2 separate regions of the Pan troglodytes genome follow, and region 2 is linked to region 1. The links are chromatin contacts, called in public Hi-C maps. All regions are on one chromosome and are shown on one strand. The core of a region is the stretch at or near the end of the contact, and the rest is flanking DNA. Distances in the headings are between cores, read along the strand shown. Region 1 has its middle 150 kb from the start of DHX35. Region 2 has its middle 310 kb from the start of DHX35.

Region 1 (2,646 bases), core at 91-2,590:
GGACGGAAACCCAGGCGGCCTCCACTGGAAAGCTGGATTTCCAACACCTCAGTGCAGGGAACTGGAAAAGAGGGACAGAATCAGATTCGGGAGTAGGGTCAGAGAGTTCCTCCTCCTTCTTCCCTTCCCCTCCCTCCTTCCCCTCCTTCCCTTCCCCTCTTCCTCCCCCTGCCCCTCCTCCTCCTCCCCTTTTCCTCCTCCCTTTCCCCTCCTCCCATTTTCTATCCTCCCACTCCTCCTCCCCCTCCTCTCCCTCCCCTCCCCCCTTCCTCCTCCCCTTTCCCTCCTCCCTCTATCCTCCCCCTCCTCCTCTCCTCTCTATCCTCCTCCTCCCCCTTCCTCCCCTCTCCCTCCTCCCACTCCTCCTCCCCCTCCTCTCCCTCCCCTCCCCCTTCCTCCTCCCCTTTCCCTCCTCCCTCTATCCTCCCCCTCCTCCTCTCCTCTCTATCCTCCTCCTCCCCCTTCCTCCCCTCTCCCTCCTCCCTCTCCTTCTCTTCCTGCTCCCTCCAATGCACCCTTCTCCCTCGCTCTTCCTCCCTCTTCTTCCTCCTGCTCCACTGCCCATCCTCCTTTTTCCTGCACCAACCAGACACAGGCTAAGAGAGTACAATTGGTGGGACCCTGAGAAGCCATAAAAATCAAAAGTGCATCCCCCATGGCCCCTCCAGCTCTGGAGAGTTATCCCTGTCATCCTGCCAGGTTTGTGCAACCTCATTTTACAGAGCAGGCACCTGATGTGTTAGTTTTATTCCAAGTGTATGTGCTGACTTTGGAGAGATTGTTATTAAACACTCGGGCTTGGGAATCAGGCTGCCTACATTTGTGTCTTCAATCTACCTGGCTGTGTGAACTTGGACAGGCTGCTCAACTTCTCTGAGCCACCATTCCCAGAACTGTAAAATTAAGATATAATTGTACCCGGCCCCCCAGGTTGACATGAGGGTAAAATGTGATAAGACACATAGTGCTAGATATTTTCACATGCAAGAGCTAATTCTGTTCCCCAAACATCCCAGGGCATCATGAGTACTAACATACCCCATTTTACAGATGAGAAGCTGAGAGAGGCTGAAATGATTGGGCAGAGGTTATGCTGACAGTGGCTCAAGCCTAGGCTTGTCCAATTCCAAATTTGCATAAGAATTCATTGGCCATGTCCCCCTACTTTGTGCAAGCTCTTCCCTCTGCCTACAATGCCCCTTTCTTTTGACTCAGCCAGAGAAACTATGAGACCCAGGCCAGAGGTCTCCTGCTCTGTGAGGGCTTTCTCTACCCCTCCAGACCCAGCAAAGCTCCCAGGAGACCAGCCCAGATCTTTATTAGCATGTGGATCACGTGACAGGATCATCACCTGTCCACCTGCCTGGCTCCCACTAGGTGGAAGCTCCTGGGGGCCAGGGCTGAGGCTATTTCCCTGCAGCTGTGTCCAGCTTGGAGCATTGAGTGGCATTGTGGGAGCAGGGAGGAAGGAAGAGAAGAGAGGAAGAAGGGGAAGAGAAAGGAAAGAGACAAGAAAAGAGGAGGGAGGACAGGAGGGAGAGCACAGGGGAAGCAGGGATGCAAATGAGGAAAAGAGGAAGGAAGGGAGGTGGGAGAGAAGGAAGAGGGGGAAAGGAGGGAGGGAGAGAATAGGAGAGAGGGAAAGGAAGAGAAGAGGAGAGAAGGAAAGGAAGGGGAGGAGGGGGAGTGCAGAAATGAACAAAAAAAGGAAGGACCGAAGGGAAAAAGGACAGAGGGCAAAAAGGAAGGAAGAGAGGGAGAGAAAGGGGGAAGGAAGGAAGGGAGGGAAGGAAGGGAGGGAGGGAGGGAAAGGAAAAAAGGGATGGAAATAGGGAGGGGGAAAATGGGAGGGAGCGAGGGAAGGAAGAAATGAAAAAAAGGGAAAGAGGGAGGGAGGGAGAGAGACAGTGCCCTACTTCTCACAGTTACCTTAGTGGGGGGTCTCTTCCTGGCAGAGGAAGCAGGCATGGGTACCTCAGTACCAGCCACCTGGCCTTCTCCCAACACTTCCTTTCGACCAACTCTCTCCTGCCCCCAAGGCTAGTGCCAGCGCCTGACTCTGATTCTCTCCGAGTCGGCATTTTTCTTCCCATGCTGGGGCACAGGCGCAGGCTCCGGGAGTTAACACACCTGCCACTCCTGTGCTGACACACAGCTTTTCAGAAAACGGGGAGACAGGAAGCGAGCCTAGACGCTGCTGGGGTGGGAACAGACCCTGGAGGCTCCCCCAGCTGGGGAGGGGGCTGCTGGGATGGAACGGGCCCTGGAGGCTCCCCCAGCTGAGGAGGGGGCTGCTGGGGTGGGAACATACCCTGGAGGCTCCCGCAGCTGGGGAGGGGGCTGCTGGGGTGGGAATAGGCCCTGCAGCCTCCCCCAGCTGGGGAGGGGGCTGCTGGGGTGGGAACGGGCCCTGGAGGCTCCCCAAGCTGGGGAAGGGGACTTCTGGGTTGTTCTAACAGAGGACTCTGTGGGGGGACTCCTCCCACTGGCCCCTCTACCCATGCCCCCACCTCACCCTCCTCCTCCCGCACATTGAACCGGGTGAAAAAATGTCTCCCCCACTGCAGGCAGGGCACTGGCTGGAACGCACAGGAAGGAAGCCTCCAGCCCCCTCACCTGTACAAGATGTCAGGGCAGCCCTTCCTC
Region 2 (2,646 bases), core at 39-2,538, 160 kb before region 1:
CCTGAAGACATGTTGCTATCCAAGGGGATGCAATGTGAGCATACACAGGTATGCATATTTTGGGGTGCCTTCATACATATTGTAAATATATCTGTATGTATCAGGGCAAGAGGTGTAGGGAGTTTGCTGCCTCGATGGATTAAGAGCTGAGCCATCAATTTCCATCCTTATGTCATAGTGAGTGATTTGGCTTGTCACTGGGACATTGCCATTCAAATTTAGCTCTTATGATCCAGAAACTTTTTCTGTCATGTGAACTGCTGCATTCTCAGGACCCAAAAGAGAGCCTGGCACAGAGGAAGTTTCAATGACATATACTGATAGAATAGATTAATGGATGGATGGAAAATAGATGGATTGATAAATGGATGAATGGGGAAGGATGGGCAGATGGATGGAAAAGGATGGAGGGATACATGGCAGGGTAGATAAATGAGTAGCTGGGTAGGTGGGTGGCTGGGTGGGTGAGCTGATGGAAGGATGGATGGATGAGGGGCTAGATGGATGGAGGGGATGGATGGATGGGAGAATGGCTGACTAGAATAAATGGTTTGCCATAGGTCACTGGGTCTATCAGGCCTCCCAGTAGTGGGTGCATCCCAGTCTTTTTCCCTCAGGGTAAATCCTAAGCTTCTCTGGCTTTCAGACAGCTCAGCTCAACCTCAGACAGCTTCATCCGGGGCAGGCAGCAGGCTCAGAGGGCTCACAAGCTGCCAGAATCAACCAAGGCAAAATACTGCAGAGTCAAGAGCAGGAAGGGCAGGGACTGCTTTGGAGTAGCTGACAAATCTCAGCTTTGCTGGGCTAACAGGAAGCTGGCCTGGCCAGGCAGGCCCAGGAGGATACAAACCAAAAAGGCCCCTTCAGGGTCTTGTATACCCCAAGCCAGGGTTCCTGCATCTGGCTTTTGTGCTGGGGCTGCAGCTGCCAGCTCCTGACCCTATCCCCAGGCCTGTCCTTCTCTGTCACTGTTCTTCCTGCTCCTTGCATCTTCCACAGCAGGGGGAAGCCACGTGCCCATCCCCATCCAGACGCAGATGCGGCTCATCACAGTTCCATCACCCCAGACTAGGATGATACAGGGAATCTACGGATAGCTTCCCATCACTGCTGTCCTTGCTTCCCAGACTTCCCTGGGTGTTGGTTCTCTCTGGAGCTGACCAGACCCTGGAGGGGGCCCCAAGACCCCAAGCGGGTCAGTTTGTGTGGCTGTCAGTCCTCCCACCATCCTTTTGAGCATTGACAGGGTTTTGCCTGGCCCACCTGCTGTCGGGGCCTGCCCCCTAGTGGCTGACTCTGCCCCATACACTGCCCTACCCCAGGGCACCAGCTCTGAGCCTGGTGGCCCCCTCAGCCAGCCTCAGCCAAGAAAGGAGCGCTGAGTCTTTGCAAAAGCTCCACCATGGCCTCATTTCTCCCTTTTCAGCCATGGACATGGTGGGGCCAGATCTCTCCACATGCACACAGTACTGGATGCCCGGAGTCTGCATTGCCCCCAGTCTGTCTGCAAGTGTCCATCCATCCGGATGGTGATTAAGCACGAACAGGAAGAGTTAGGATGTGATCCCTGAACCCAGGAGGCTCATAAAGACAATAGCTGGGACGATAGCAAGAGGCACTGGGCGTCCTGTCTATTTTGGGGAGGCCCCAAGCATGGCTGGCCAAAACCAAGGGCATCCTGAGGCTCATTAATCTGTGTGGGAGTTATGAAGACAGGATAGAGGGTCCAGGAGGCCTTCCACCAGCCGTTTCCTCCCAGCCCACCGGCTCTGCTCCATACTCCACACGCGGAGCCCCTGGCCCCAGCCTCCAGAGACCCAGCCTTGCCAGCTCTCTGCGGTAGACCCAGCTCCCTTCCTCTCCTTTCAAAGACTTGTACTGAGAGATTAGAGGCCCTGGCCTTTCTGGGATCCACTCTTTGTTTTCTCCCTGAGGGAGGCAAAGGAAGAAGTAAAACACTATCAGCCTCATCCAGGCTGAGGCAATGGAGAAAATGCCTTGAAATATCCTTCTGGTGCTCTGTTCCCACGGCCTGGCCTCCTTGGAGCCCAGGAGTAGCAAAAGGTTAATTGCTAGGGTGTCGGGCCCAAGCAGTGGGCTGGAGGAGCCAGAAAGCCAACTGTTAAATATGCAGTTGTTACATATGCCTCTCTCCCTTCCCTTCTCCCTCTATCCTTCTCTCCCAATCACTAAACGGTTGCTAGCTTGAAATCAGACATGATGTAAGCAAATGCCTCTCTCTCTTCCCTTCTCCCTCTATTCTTCTCTCCCAATTGCTAAACAGTTGCTAGCTTGAAATCAGACATAGTGTAAGTATTTACACCACAGAAATTGGCAAACACTGTAAAACAAACCAGTACCATCAAGGCAGTCGTGAATCCCCACTTTCCTGGTCCCAGGATGAAAGTCAGACACCCAATTGACTTGGTTGGAAACCATCACTTGTGACAGTTTTAGGGCCACAGAGACTGGAGTACACACCAGCATATTGTTCCCAGCACCCTAACCTTATTCCACCTGCCCTTGCAGTCTCTGACCCTGGATGGTACTAGGACATGAGATCAGTCTGAAGAGTCAGGAGACCTGGATTCTACCGCAGATGCTGCCCCTGTCACTTTACCTCACTGATTCTTTATTTTTCAACAG

Evidence for each region. A called contact is a pair of places that touch in the nucleus more often than the background predicts.
Region 2: a Hi-C map of induced pluripotent stem cells shows a contact between it and region 1, with 1.7 times the contacts expected there. The contact joins two enhancer-like sites. A contact is called at or near these places in 2 of 7 Hi-C or Micro-C datasets (both in induced pluripotent stem cells).

What each region holds. Positions count from the first base shown.
Region 1 is chr21:45,346,010-45,348,655 of NHGRI_mPanTro3-v2.0_pri, reverse strand. No RefSeq gene overlaps it. Among named protein-coding and RNA genes, the nearest start is that of DHX35, 150 kb to the right of the region's middle. Within about 2 kb of position 1,340, at least 3 of the 24 cell types and tissues checked have an H3K27ac peak or open chromatin away from gene starts, as enhancers often do. A contact at or near this core is called in induced pluripotent stem cells, where this site is marked.
Region 2 is chr21:45,505,578-45,508,223 of NHGRI_mPanTro3-v2.0_pri, reverse strand. No RefSeq gene overlaps it. Among named protein-coding and RNA genes, the nearest start is that of DHX35, 310 kb to the right of the region's middle. Within about 2 kb of position 1,288, at least 2 of the 24 cell types and tissues checked have an H3K27ac peak or open chromatin away from gene starts, as enhancers often do. A contact at or near this core is called in induced pluripotent stem cells, where this site is marked.